Linked DNA regions of Mus musculus: all the other regions are linked to region 2. Evidence: chromatin contacts called from public promoter capture Hi-C data. All regions are on one chromosome and are shown on one strand. The core of a region is the stretch at or near the end of the contact, and the rest is flanking DNA. Distances in the headings are between cores, read along the strand shown. Region 1 holds the start of Oaz2 (ornithine decarboxylase antizyme 2). Region 2 holds the start of Aph1c (aph1 homolog C, gamma secretase subunit). Region 3 holds the start of Plekho2 (pleckstrin homology domain containing, family O member 2). Region 4 holds the start of Rbpms2 (RNA binding protein with multiple splicing 2). Region 5 holds the start of Ints14 (integrator complex subunit 14).

What was found. Promoter capture Hi-C pulls out the DNA fragments that hold promoters and counts their contacts.
Region 1: a contact with region 2 is called in a promoter capture Hi-C map of pre-B cells, with 6 times the contacts expected there. The contact joins the promoter of Oaz2 here to the promoter of Aph1c in region 2. A contact is called at or near these places in 2 of 39 promoter capture datasets (erythroid cells and pre-B cells), 3 of 484 Hi-C or Micro-C datasets (B cells, pre-B cells and regulatory T cells) and 1 of 115 datasets of contacts at active chromatin or transcription factors (astrocytes).
Region 3: a contact with region 2 is called in a promoter capture Hi-C map of 3T3-L1-derived adipocytes, with 3 times the contacts expected there. The contact joins the promoter of Plekho2 here to the promoter of Aph1c in region 2. A contact is called at or near these places in 4 of 39 promoter capture datasets (3T3-L1-derived adipocytes, the HPC-7 cell line, pre-B cells and 1 more).
Region 4: a promoter capture Hi-C map of pre-B cells shows a contact between it and region 2, with 2.2 times the contacts expected there. The contact joins the promoter of Rbpms2 here to the promoter of Aph1c in region 2. A contact is called at or near these places in 2 of 39 promoter capture datasets (the C10 cell line and pre-B cells).
Region 5: a contact with region 2 is called in a promoter capture Hi-C map of erythroid cells, with 9 times the contacts expected there. The contact joins the promoter of Ints14 here to the promoter of Aph1c in region 2. A contact is called at or near these places in 2 of 39 promoter capture datasets (erythroid cells and pre-B cells).

What each region holds. Positions count from the first base shown.
Region 1 is chr9:65,675,174-65,677,902 of GRCm38.p6, forward strand. It overlaps Oaz2 (ornithine decarboxylase antizyme 2), which reads left to right and starts at 1,375. Exons shown (of 5, transcript NM_010952.3): 1 at 1,375-1,592. The coding sequence starts at 1,573.
Region 2 is chr9:66,833,350-66,836,049 of GRCm38.p6, forward strand. It overlaps Aph1c (aph1 homolog C, gamma secretase subunit), which reads right to left and starts at 1,357. Exons shown (of 6, transcript NM_026674.3): 1 at 1,137-1,357. The coding sequence starts at 1,249.
Region 3 is chr9:65,578,713-65,581,412 of GRCm38.p6, forward strand. It overlaps Plekho2 (pleckstrin homology domain containing, family O member 2), which reads right to left and starts at 1,375. Exons shown (of 6, transcript NM_153119.3): 1 at 1,226-1,375. The coding sequence starts at 1,237.
Region 4 is chr9:65,629,162-65,631,930 of GRCm38.p6, forward strand. Rbpms2 (RNA binding protein with multiple splicing 2) reads left to right here and starts at 1,421. Exons shown (of 8, transcript NM_028030.3): 1 at 1,421-1,736. The coding sequence starts at 1,668.
Region 5 is chr9:64,959,551-64,962,250 of GRCm38.p6, forward strand. Ints14 (integrator complex subunit 14) reads left to right here and starts at 1,282. Exons shown (of 13, transcript NM_001077631.2): 1 at 1,282-1,388; 2 at 2,144-2,448.

The DNA.
Region 1 (2,729 bases), core at 125-2,624, 1.2 Mb before region 2:
ACTGAGTACTTACCTCATATTGTGATGGCCTCTCTCTCTGGACAGATTGTGACATCCAAGGTAGGTACATTGCCTGGCCCATTGTGGAAGCTTCCTGGATTCCTGCCCATGCTAGAAGCACATAGTATGTAGCTATTTACTGAACTTTGACTAAATGAACGGATGATTTGAGGTGACCACTGTGGTCTGAGAGTGCATCCTCTCCCTTTCCCTCTGCCCCACCTCTCTCTCTCTCTCTCTCTCTCTCTCTCTCTCTCTCTCTCTCTCTCTCTCCCCTCCCTCCCCCACCCCCAAGATAGGGTCTCACCATGTTACACTAAGCAGCCTGGAACTTGTTGCCTGCGTACTACAAGCTGGCCTTCAACTCACAGAGCCTCACCTGCCCCTGCTTCCTGGGTGCTAAGATAGATAAAGGCTTACACAGTCTCTACTGACTGCAGTCTAAGTTGACTGCACAGGTTTGACAACTAGGGTTCTCCTGTGAGTGTGGCTGGGATTTGGGGGTGTGTGTACATTGCTGCCTGGCCTCTGTGATTAGAGGGCCAGGTAAGACAGTGGCAGTGCACTAGGTGCCTTGCATGATCGATTGAAGCAGCTTGCACCGATTGGCTGGAAGCCACTGTCATTGTACTATGAATTGAAGGAAAAGATCTGTGGGATTAGATTCACACTGGAAATGGTGCTACTCTATGAGGAGTATTCTTCTATTTCAGATTTTGTTTTGTTTAGTGACATGGGTTTACAAATACTATTCTCCGGTTTCGGTTTGGCCACACACCAAAAGCAGCAAGTGCCCAGTGTGGTGAGGCACACTATTTCCAGCACTTGGCAGGACAGGAAGTAAAGGAAGGAGGATGGGGGTTTCCAAGTCATCTTCCAGTGAGTCTGAGGCTAGCCTGAGCTACAAAGACTGTATCAAAAAACAAACAAAAGGCAGACATGAACGAGTGGAGAGGGCTCAGCGGATAAGAGCACCGGTTGGTCTTCAGAGGACTTGGGTTCAATTCCCAGCCTCTACATGGCAGGTCACACTGTCTGTAACTCCTGTGCCAGGGGATCTGACATCCTCATATAGAGATACATGCAGGCAAAACACCAATGTGTATAAAAAATAAACATACATAAATGATTAAGAAAGAACAAAAGCAGAAATGAAGACTGGCCTTAGCCAAGCAGAACCTGAGTTCCTGGCATCGAGAGAGACCTCTTTCCCCTCTTCTCCCTGGCTACCGCCCCTCTTCCCGAGATGATAGCTTGCCCTTAGTACGCCTGCGCCCAGGCGGGGCGGTGCTTCGCCCTTTGTTGTGGGCCCCAGTTTCCCAGGACACCAAGCGGCGCTGGGTGGGGCTATGCAGATGAGGTACTTGGGGGCGGGGCGGTTGCGCGGCGGCGGCCGGGGAGGGTCAGTTGGAGGCAGGCGCTCGCTGAGGCAAGAGGAGGGCACTCGGCCCGCGGCCTGACAGGGACTTAGCCCACAGAGACCGGCCCGCGCGCGCGACCCCACACCCACCCACTCGTCCACCTACCCACTCCCCGCGCCGCCTCCTCCCACCCTGAGCAGAGCCACCGAGGATGATAAACACCCAGGACAGGTAACGGCCCGGCGCAGGCTCCCCGCCCCCATCCTCCCTCCGCAGCTCCAGAGGCCTTCGCACCCCCCCCCACCCCCGCAGCCTGCCCCCAGCCCCCAGGGGGCTCCATCCGCTCCCACTGTTCCTCTCGCCATCCCAGCCACTGCCACCCGAGTCCTGAAATCGGGCCTCCTTCCGTCCTTTAGCCCCCTTCCTCCAGCCCTGCCCATCCCCCTCATCCGGGTTTTCTCCTCGCCCGGAGCCCCCCCCCCCCAAAAAAAAAAAAAAACCTGGACATAGCCAGTCAGTCGCTCCGTTTTCTTAAGCCCAGTGGGACGGTGCCCAGTCCCCCATACTGTGGGCTTTCTCCCACAGATTCCCCGAATTGGTTCTTATCTTCCCTAAATCTTTCTTACTCCTCCACAAGTCACTTAATCGCTTTAAATCCATTCTCTAGTGAAAATTGCTTCCCAGGCAGACTCCTCTCAGCCCTGCCTGGCTGTCCCCAAAGACAAGCTCTGTCCGGCAGTTCTCAACTCAACCCTTTCCCCCTCTTCCCACCTCCTTGGGATGTGCAGTCCCACTCTCTTCCCCACCCTTCTCCAGGTAGGCCCCATTTTCCTGTCTGGGAACCCCCACTCTTTATTTCTCTAACACTATGGAGTCCATTCCTGCCCTCCAGCCTGTTTTTCCAATGATGTTGCCAACACTCTTCTACACACTCTTACCCTTTAAACACTACAAAGTCTCAGTTGGTACTCATCTTACCGCCCCCCCCCTTCTTTAAAATCATTACAATGCCCAACTTAGTCTCTCCCCTTTCCTGGGAAGATCATTAAGTGCTACCCCCTTTTAAATTTCACTCCAGGGCCTCCAAAACCAGATCCTGGGCCTTTGGAAGTTACCTACCTCAAGACCCAATCCCTGTTTCCCCCAGGATTTGAAATGCATTATTCTTTTGAAATGGTGTGGGTTTCTTAACTTTCAACCAAAGTAGGCAGAAGTCATCCCTTTAGTTACCCTCCCTTTTTCCATGTCCTCAGATATCCCACATTTCTGTCCCAGACAGACGCTCTTCTCCAAAGCTATTCCAGAATTTTCTGATCCCTCAGGATTTGTAATGCCACTTGCTTATGTATTATCTTGGCTTTCATTAGC
Region 2 (2,700 bases), core at 107-2,606:
GTCACGAGTTAACAGAAGCACAGGAAACAAATATCTTGATCTTTTTTAGGAAAGAACCCCTTCACATGGTATTCCGAATCAGCATTTGCTAATCAATGGTCCATTTTCCTCCTAGTGAAAAAACAGTCCAAGAGGAACGTCAGATGCCCTCAACAAGGACGATTCAGTGACCCTGTCTGTGTACACCAGAACACTATCTGCCAAGGACTGGCAACGAGGAAGTTGGTTACTGCTTTGCCTCATTGGTGTGCCATAGAAACATATAACCAGTGGCTGTTACAATTTTCATATCCTAGAAAATGTGAATTTAATGGCTTAGCTGTCTGTAAAGATAAGTATCTTTTCTGAAGGAAAACAAACACCTACACCTGTATTTATTGTGTGCACCATGGAAAACTCAGAAGTTGAAAACCCATGCTGTGGTCTAGTTGTTTTCCAGGCCCGGTTCTTACAACCTTCCTGTGGACTTTAAGGACACAGCAAGCTTGACGTTCAACAGACTCTATTGATTTTTAATGCCAACAGCGAAGGAGCACTATTTATTACAGGAAAAAAGAACGCAGAGAGGCTGGAGTTCCTGGCTAGCCAGTGAGTTGCCTGGGTGCCAAGTCTCAGAAACTCAGTCTCAGCAGGTGCAAAGGGATCAAGACCGCAGTCACCAGCAGAGTTAGATATTTACCAAGTTCTCAGCAAGACTGGTCAGGTGTTGCAGCGGTTTTCTCAGGCTTTCACCATTGGCTGCACCCCAACCATTACCCAGGGGCCTACAAGAAAAATCTGAGCCCAAATTCCTCACAGGCATTCTGAGTCCAAGAACGGGGGTTGAGGAGGTGGACAACTGATCCCCAGGTGTCTTTAATGGCAGAGAGTGAGAACAGCTCTTCGATGCCGCTGAGCACTGAGTGAAATGAGAAATTCCTACGGAAAGACTAAGGCTCCATACACGAATGTATCCACTTATTCCCATCTTCCACAGAAGCCAAGACCCGCAGGACTCGCCTGCTCAGCCTGAACCCCCTCCCCCCAGTCTTGGACAGTCCCACAAGCTGGGAGCCACTGGGAGATGGGGATCCCGGGGTCGTGGAAACCCAGGAGAGGGAGGGACCCGCGGTGTCCGGGACTCGGCTCAACCTCACCCAGCGATGAGGAAAATGACGCGCAAAGGGTCGGTGGCGATGGTGAAGAGGTAGAGTGCGAACGCGGGCCCGAAGGCGATGAAGGCGCAACCGAAGAACACAGGCAGCGTCATGGTACCCACAGAAGCCAGTCCCGGGGGACCTGAGTGGATCCGAGGTGACTGGGACGATTTCTTAGCGGAATGCGGGGCGGGGCAGGCCTGCCAGGTACTCCGGGCTCGATCAGAGAAGGGGGCGGAGCAAAGCCCGGGAGGCGGGGCCTCGAGGTGCTCCAAGGCTTTTTTGAGCGGAGGGCGGGACGTACGAGAGGCGGTGCCTTAGGGGCGGTTTCTGGCCAATCAGAGCCTGGGGGCGGTGCAGGACACAGCCAGTCAGAGCAGAGGGCGGAGCGGCGCTCTAGATGAAGTGCCTTGAGATGCTCCGCGGCTTGTTTTTGCAGAGGGCGGGGTGGAGTCGAGGAGGCGGGTCCTCGAGCTGCTCCACAGCAAGGCAGGACTGGGCGGGGGCGGAGCTCGAAAAACAGAGCCTGTATCGCACAACGGTCAGTCGCAGAGGGGTGTCCAGGCGGATCTCGGGAGGTAGTTCCAGGAGGTGCTCCAGGCGCTGAGAGCGAATGGCGGTGCAGGATTCGGGAAGCTATTTCTTGAGAGGCTCAGAGTACTGTTAGAACCTGTGCAGCGGCATCGAGAAGCTGTCAGAGAGGCGGTTCCTCGAGGGGCTCCACGTGCTGTCAGAACCGGGGCGGCCTCTAGTGTCTCTGCGTGCGTACAGCGCAGGGGACAGGGCCTCGAGGGGCTTCACAAGCGGTCAGAGCGGAGGTGCAGCCTGGAAGGATTCGGTGTGCGGGCAGGCTGGGCAGCAACGCGGCCTCCTGGGACTCCACGTGCCGTCAGACTGCGGGGCGGGGCCTTGAGGGCTGGGCAGTTCTTCAGAGCACTCGGGGTGCTGAGAATGGAAAGGGGTCCTTCAAGGTTTCTTCTCTAGGTTTCTTGGGGCAATGAAAGTTGCCCGCCGAACTGGGCGGGCGCCTAGACCTCCGAGAGGCAAAGGGCTACACCAAGCCTCAGACTTGCCAGCGCTGCAGGTCCTTATTCCAAAGCGTGGCTCACTGAAGACTTAAAAGCTGTGCCCCAGCCCTCTTGCCTGTGGGTACACATTGTCCCTGGTGCTGGCCAACTGTAAGGTGGTCTAAGGGAGATTACCAGGCCACTTTTGTGCTGAAGGTCAATTGAAGTAAACAGCAGGACAGGGGCACGGTTCCTTTAAAGTAAGTATTTTTTCTGTGTCCGTGGTTGCAGGAATGTGGGGCTCCCATCCTATGTAAAAATCCAACTGGGCTGGTATGACCCAGGTGAATCATCCCCTATGGAAAAGGAATAATGAAATACTGACGAGTTGTTCTGACAAGTTGGTTTCTGTGCCACTAACAGCCCTGATCTCCAAAAACTTAAAAAATTTTAAAGGCATTCTCTAATCATATCTGAATTTAAATTTCAGGACAAACAACCACAGCTATGTTAAGAATGCTACAAGGTTAATATTGACTAATTACATTCATGTTTGT
Region 3 (2,700 bases), core at 125-2,624, 1.3 Mb before region 2:
GAGATTAGGGACCAGAGGGAGAACAGGGCTGACTTTGCTGAGCCCAGGAAGCCCCAGGAGAACTTCCTTTAACTGGGGACCAAAGCAGATCAGGAGATGGAGTAATTCTGACCCACATCCTCTGGGAGCACGGGGAGGGGCTTTGGACAGAGAGCACAGCCATTGCAGGAGTGGAACCGAGGGCAGGCAGCCGCCATGACAGCAAGGAAAGAAACCACAGCAAAACATAGTGGCCTGACTTTGACCCCTACCTGTACCCACTCTGAGTGCAGGGACCACAGTTAGGTCTAGCGGAGGAGGGTAGGCCCTGTGTTTCATAGAAGAGGAAACCCGGGCTGAGAGGGGAAGTGACTTATCTACCACCTCACAGAAACTCGGGGTCTAGCCTAGAGGGAACAGCCAGCCTTGCAGTGACTCCAGGAAATACGCAAGTGCTCACTGACAGGAATACGGATGGCTGAGCTCACTGAAGGCTCCCCAGCTGGCCTGGGTGGCTACAGGAGGGAAGGCTTCATCTTCTTCCCCGCCCTTCAAGGGATAAGAATGTCTTCTTACTCGTGCAATAAGTGACTGCTGTATACTGAATACTTGGATAACGAGAATGTGGCCAAAATCTAGTTTGTATGCAGAGGGCAGAGGAGGCCCAAGGGACGTTGCTGATCCAGTCCTTGCTACCGGGAGACTCAGTTGACCTGACCCTTCAACTAACATCCTCTGATAGACACAGCTCAAGAGCACTGGGAACTCTGAGATATTTACACAAGGAAGACAAAAGCAATTTCTTCGTTCCTGCCATCAGGCTCCGTTACAATCTCAGATTTCTTGAAAACAGTGACCCAGGACCCTGAAGAACTTCCCTCCCCTAACACACACCTCAGAAGCAGACCTGGCTGAGGCAGGCAAAGAAAGCCAAGAAAGGGTGTAACGGGATTCAAGCACAGCAACCCTGTCTACTTTCAGCAAGTCACCCAACTCTCCAGAGCCTCAGTCTCCCCATCAATCCAATGGGAACCATGACAGGCACTGTTTCCAGTTGGTAAGAAACGCCCAAAACATAACTGAGGATGCTGTCGGCGGGATGCAGACGAGACCTCCATCCCGCCCCTACCCCATTGGTCCAGGTTCTGCTTGAAGGGAAGGACTGTGCAGAAAGACCCGTGGAAGTAGGACGGGCAGCACCCGAGCCCAGCACTCTTGTTCCGTCTGGCCCAGCCCTCGCCCTCACCTCCTCCTCCATGGCGAGTTTGCAAGGTCCGGCGGCTTCGCCGCTTACTGCTGCCCGCGTTGCGCGGGCTCCGCTTGCTCCATCTACGCGCAGCCGGGCGGCGGCTTGCTGTCTTCTGTCCCGCCGGGCGCCCGGGGCCCAAGAAACTTCGGGGGGCGGGGCTGGAGCCGGGGAGGGGCTTCCGGGGGCTGGGGGCGGGGCCAGGGAGGGATACAGCGGCCTCCAAGCCCCCGCCCGCAGCTGGGTGAGGAGCATGGCCGGGTGGGGGGTTCAGGGGCGGGGCCAGGGCGGATCCTGGGCGGGGCCTGTCTTCAGCTCCGGGAATGGACGGAAGAACCTAGGCGGAGCTGAAGTAGCAGGAAGAGGGCGGAGAGAGGTTTCCCGGACCAAAGCAGGGAGAAGGACTGGGAGGGGGTAGAGGCTAGGGAGGTGGGGGATACGGAGGGGGAGGGGGCTTCCGGCCCAGAGGCGGAGGCGAGGGATGCTGGCGGGGTGGGGCAGGGCGGGGGCGGGGCGGGGCGGGGCGGGGGCGCGGCTGACCAAGCAAGCCCGGGAGGCAGTGGGTAGCTGATGCCTTTGAGGTTGCCTAACCCAGTGGGCCTGGGTTGCGGGGGACTGGATCCAGCTGCCAGGGCAGTTCAGAAATGAGTACACAAAGAGGCTCGTCCCCTTTCTTCCCCCAATTTGAAGTAGTGGCTATGGTCTTCGGTCTGTGGAACTTCAGGGTGGGGCCGGCCATGAGCTTGGAATTTATGACCAGAATCAAGTTTGGACTCGGTTCCTTAATAGAGGGTCTCTGAAATCCCAAACTCTGTGCTCTCCTTTCCCTCGTTCAACCCCTTTCTGGTTCTCATGTTGTGAGCCGACTCCATCACCCTAACTCCCTTCGGCCCTGACCTGACCACGTTGCTAGAGAGTGAAGAAACCCTTTAAGTTCTACCATGTACTTTTATTTTTATTTTGAAGAAACAGGCTCGGAGAGTGACTGTCACAGCCAAACCTCCAGCATCCCGCGCGCGCGCGCACACACACACACACACACACACACACACACACTATCTTTCCTAGTCAGGTGTGCTGCATGCTACAGCACCCAGAATTTTGTGCTTGTGGGATAGATTAATGATGATCTGTTTTGACTCTGGGTGACCTAACCTCAGCTACATCAGTTGACCAAACTTCTCTTTCACTGCCCTCTGCTGGCCTTTGGGCTCAGGTCCTTTTCAGTTCAACGTGAAAGAGGATGGAACACACTGCCCCTCGTGCCTGGAACTGGTCCTTACACCTAAAGGGTGGAGAGGGGTTGTGAGATGACCTATTGGTTAGGAACACTTGCTGCTCTTCCAGAGGACCTGGCTTTGATTCTCAGCACCCACATCGTGGCTCACAACTGTCTGGAACTCCAGTTCCAGACGATCCGAGGTTCTCTTCTGGCTTCCTCGTGTACCAGGGATGTAAGTGGTGCACAGACATAA
Region 4 (2,769 bases), core at 171-2,670, 1.2 Mb before region 2:
GGGGCTGCAAACCAAGACTTTTTTTCACCTGGACCGCCTCTGAGCGCGGCCTCACGCCCCGAATCCCGCTACCAAGACTTAAGTTCCGTGCTTTGAGTCGGGGCAGTAGATCCCACCGGGAGACACCTGAGCCGAGCCCAATCCGCTCTCCTCTCAGCTATGGCTGCTCAAGGATTATCGGGGACTGCGGCTGGGATGTCTCAGTGCACATAAAGGAACCCATGGGCAGGGGCGCACGAAAGAACCCCAGTGCTCTGGCGGCTCCGCAGGGCAGTCAGGGCCGCTACTCTTCCAGTGCGACTTCAGGTAGGTGCCGGTTTTTTACAGGCTGCTGGCAGGAGACGTCCTGGTCAGCATTTATTCGGCCTGGGGGAAAATCCGGCCCTGAGGCCGCCCCCCCCCCCCCCCCCCGCCACCACTGGGTGGGAGTCTAGGCGACCCCGCCCTAGGCGTCAGCCGGCTCTTCCCTCCCCCACCCTGGGGTTCGGAATTGGAGCGGAAAAAGAACGAGCCGTGAGAAGTCTTAAAAGCGGGGTGGAGGTAACGAACGGAACCTTCTAGGTTAGTCGAGGTACCCCCCCTTCCTGAAGTTAAAAAGGATTGGGCTTCCTTCACCTCCTCTTTTGAGGTGACGGAGGTTGTGAGAGTGAGGAAAGAATTTGTATTCTAATCCCCACCAACTGGGCTGGAATCCTCTGGCCAGATAGGGGAAGTGATTTCCTCAAGGTCACTCAGCCAAAAAAAAAAAAAAAAAAAAAACTCTCGGTGACTTGCTCAAGATCAGGTGTTTGCCGCCCTACCCCTTCCTCGCCTTCACCCCCAAAACCCGGTCCCCGGCTGCTTCGCGCGAAGAGAACCGCTGGCCCGGACCCGACAGGAATTCGGGGCGAACGATGTGCTCGCGACAGCCTACACCTCCACATCTGGGCATGAAACCGGGAGCCCCGCTGCCGCCGCCGCCGCCCTCGCCCTGGCTGGGGATGCAACGTGCGGGTCACCTCAAGCTCCACCCAAGCCCGCGCGGCTCCTTTAAGAAAAGTTCTCTGAGAGAGTTCATCAAAGTTTAAAAAACTTGTCTGGGAGAAGGGAACGGTGGGGTGCAAGGGAGCCGAGTCGGGGAGAGAAAGGGAGAAGGGGGTGGGGGTCGACCAAGGAAGCGGAGTCGGGAAAACGCCGGAGCCAAGGAAGGCAGAAAGGCCGGAGCGTCGCGGCCCGGGCCGGGGCTGGGGACCGGGCCGGGGCCGGGGCGAGCCCGCACTGGGCTGCGGGGATTGGCTGCGCGTTCCCCCGGAGACCGCGCGCGGGGCGGGGGCGGGGCGGGGGAGGGGCGGGCCGGGCCCCAGCTGAGGCCGGTTCCGGCGCCCGCCCCCTCCTCCGGCGCCCGCCCCCCGCCGCCGCGAGCGCACTCGCGGGCCGCCCTGAAAAGCCGGAGGCGGTGGCCGCACGGGCTCCGCTCCCTCGGGTTCCCGGTGCCTTGCCCCTCCGGCCGCCTCCCGCACCCGCCAAACTTAATGTGATCCCCCCCCCCTTTCCTTTCTCCGTAGCCTGACGCGGCAGCAGCCGCTTTCCTCACCAGCTCGCACTCTCCTCGGGGGCGCACGGCTCGCCGTGCCCCTGCCCACCACGGGACAGAGCGTCCCGCTTCCCTCTCCGCGTCCCCCCTCACCATGAGCAACCTGAAGCCGGACGTCGAGCACTGCACGGGCGCGGGCACCGGCAGCCCGCTGGAGGAGGAGGTGGGTGTGCGGCCGCGGGAGCCGGCGCGCGTGAGGTGCACGCGGGGCCGCGGGCGGCGCGAGGTCCTGCGGGCCACCGCTCCTGGCGCCTTCCCTCCGCTGCCCTTCGCCCTGGGGAGGAGCAGCCCATGTCCAGCGGGCGGAGGCGTGCGGCCTGAACTAGCCCGGCGGGGCCGGCATTGTCTCCCCGCCCTCCGGGGCTCGAGGAGGGCGCGCGTCCCCGTGGTGGGCTCGGGGCGCCGCGGAGGTCCTACTCCCGCTGCCCTCCTTCCCCAAGCCCGGTGGGGCTTACGCTTCGCCTGAGGCGCGCCTCCTGGGTGGCCTGGACCTCCGCCCCGACTGTAAGGAGCTGAGAGGGATTATCCCGGTGGGTGCGGGAAGCTGGCTCACCCTCCAGCCTTTCCACCTCGCCCCCTCCCCGTGACCTTGGAGGCCTGGCCGGCTGCCCTGCGCTTAGGTTAGAGCTGTGGTCTCAGTGGGCAGGCGGGCTTTTCGCCCTGTCTCAGAACTTGGGCTTCTTCAGAGAGTTGAGCCGGCAATTTAATTAAAGTCGGAAAAGAGAGAAGTTAGAAGCCTTGAGTATCCCCTGTTCTCGCCCTTTGACCTAGTAGCCAAGCCAGTACCCCACACTGGCCAGGGTGGGATCTTCCAAGGAGAGGTGACATAATCTTGTCCAGCTGCCCTATGCAGAAAAAGAGGTTATGAGACCGCGTCAAGGAATCATCACTGCTCGTGGTTTTATCGCCTGGTGAGGACGACGTACTTGTGGGGGATAAAAAACCTTTAAGGTAACTTCGAGTGGAAACTAGGCAGGCCGGCTCAACTACTATGGGTTCTAGGCTCCTAGGGAGCTCTTTAACGTATGCTGTGTCACTCCAGGGCTGAGAGACCCTTCCTGCCCCGCCCTGGCATACTTTTGCCCAGGAAACCAAGGGCCAGTTATCCAGCCCTAGGGCCCTTCCCCTTGGTCTGGGGTAGAAACCGCAGAGGCCCTGATGTTTCTTACTGGTTGTGCTAATGAGTTGGTGCAGAA
Region 5 (2,700 bases), core at 32-2,531, 1.9 Mb before region 2:
CGACGACAACAAATCTGAACACCTATCAGATCATTAAAAATGAGCAAACTAATTAACTTAAGTTTAGTCTTTAAGGTCATAAACCAGACCATGTATCTAAGCTGGCCTAGAACAGCAATCCATGGCTGAATCATCACCACAATAGAGCAACTAGACAGATAACTCCTCTGTCTGCATAGTCTTGGCCAGATCTCTCCCATTACGGCTAAGTAATCAGGCTATATATTCTTACTTACCTAGAGCCCCATAACTGTTCAAACATAGCAAGGTCTTTTGAAATATTGAAACTAGCCTGGTTGGAGAAAGATGTCCTGCAGCAAACAAAAGCTAAGTCTACAGGCCATGCGGCCTTGATATTGGTTCCCCAGAGTCTAGTGTTGGCTTTCTCTGCCACCTCTAATAGAAAGAGGAAACATTAAAGAACAACAAACACTTTCCCACGGAGCAAGTTGTGGTAAGTCAGTTCTAAGAGTTTCCCTTCCTTATCCCGCTTGCAACCCATAAGCTTAAAGAAAGCCATATGCCTAAGACTTTACAGGGAGCTCTGTGTTCTCACTTGTAATTGCTGTTGTGAAGTATTGGTCTTTGAACCATAACTACCCAGCGTTCTGTTAGCATCCGTTGAGGCCTACTACTAACTGACATTCTCCAGGCCCCTACAGCCCACAGGGTTAGCAAGTCACCTTTTGCCCACCTCACCCTCTCATCCCCGCCCAGGAACTCCCTGAGGCATATGCTATGCTAGGGACACCTGGTGGAGAGAAGCAGGCAGGGACCCTCAAAGCCTTACATGGAATCCTAAAAGCAAAACCTTCAGCACATCTCAGGCACAAAAGCAATAACTGAGTCACGCTTCTGCCGGTCTCAAAGTCAGGGTAGGGAAATAACGTGGTACTAAGATCTCAATGCAACTTAGACTCAGGGCAGCCAGGTGCTTACAGTCTGAGCACTCAGCCGGGGATTACAGTTTTTTAAGAGTAGGAAGAGCATCCTACTGTTCTGTCGGTGTGACTGAGAATTCTGAAGAAGAAAAGCAATGACAGAAATGTTAGACACTGGCCAGGGGTCTACAGGTTAATAAAAAGGCAAAGCAGAGATAAATGGAGGGAGGCACCCAGAATGGGGTAAGACAAAGGGGGAAGGGCCAGAAACCCCCCGCAGGGCTCAGCCTGGGAGGAAATTGGGGCTCCGTGGGCAAGAGACAGAGGAGGAGCACCCCCTAGCGTCCCGGGAGAGCCACAACCCAGCGCCCGTGGGCTGGAAGCCCCGCCCAGCCCACGCTATTCGCTGCCTCCGGGTTCCCTTATGTCGCACGGCCCTTAAGTTCCGGCTATGGCGCGCGGACGGAAGGTTTAAGCGGACGGACAGAGGCTGGAGATGGGCTCCGGGTAAGTCAGGGAATGTGCCTGTTGAGGGCTGTGTTTCGATGGCGGTTGGGGTTACAGGGGAAGGAGTGGAAGGAACAACACAGGGCGGGCGGCGGACCTTCTCTGAGGCCCGCGTAGGGTGGCGGTCTCAGGGGCGCTGGCTCCAGGGCCTGCGACAGGCCTGCCCTCTGTGTGGCCCGGGTCTTGTAAGCAGCAGGATTCCGCGCTTGGGGCCGTGTTTCTTCCTCCCCTGAGAGTCTTCCGTCCCTGGACCCTGAGACTTCCGTCCCCTCTTTCCCCGAGAGTTCCATACAACAAATGTTTTGGGCTCGTTTTAAAGGTAAAGGTCTATTCTTCAGTTGCAGTCTTAAGTGAACTCTGCTGCACTTCAGGCTACCCATTCAGATATTAATCATCTGAGAATTTAGAGGAATTCGTAGGGCAAGCCAGAGCGACAGAAAAGCCGACGTGTATGCACTTAGAAACTGAAGTGGAGCTTTGAGAGATTCCTGAGCGTCAAATTGCTATGAATGGGCTAATGATCCCCTTCAGAGTAGAACTATAAATGTAATTGATGGCTTTTAGAGCAGTCATGTGGCGAGGATGTATCATCAGGAGTAGACTGTCCAGGAGAAAGAAAACCCTTGGTTATCTGAAACATTGTAAAATGGTACCAATTGGAAAGGCTGAGGGCGGTGTGGGGAAATTTGATCAGAGTCAGCCCAAGTGAGAAATACATCGTGTTATCTACTAATGAGAGATCTTTTATTTTTCAGTTTTGTGGCTAAGCCCAGACTGCTTGAGTGAAACAGCCTTCAGGGACGTTCCATTCTTTCGTTTATCCCAGTGCTTACAACCCAAAAACAAAATTGGATTGCCACAAGTCGGCCACGGCTGAGGAAGTGCACTCGGGCCCTGACACAAATGCATCAGTCAGGAGAAAGAGCCAGCTTCTCAGGTGTCTTCAGAGAAGGCCAGACTGACAGCTGCGGTCACCCATTGCAGTGCTAGCAGCAATTTCATGGACTGGAAGTGCTTGTTGGTACTTGATCCAGAAAACTGTTTCTCAATCTCTTAAGAGGTGAGGGCGTGATCATCAGCTTTAAAAACCATAAAGGCTTCCGTGCATAAATGTGACCCACAAGAGCTGGATAAACTGCACCTGAGCAGAAGTGCAGGACTCCCTGGTGGCTCTGCTTAAATAAGAAAGTGTATTTTTGTGTACAGAGTTAAAATTTACAATGTATTTTCCTAATGAATTAATGTATGTTGTATTAGGGGTAGTTCATTGGTTATGTTGAGATTTTGATGAGCACCTGCTGTGTGCCAGATG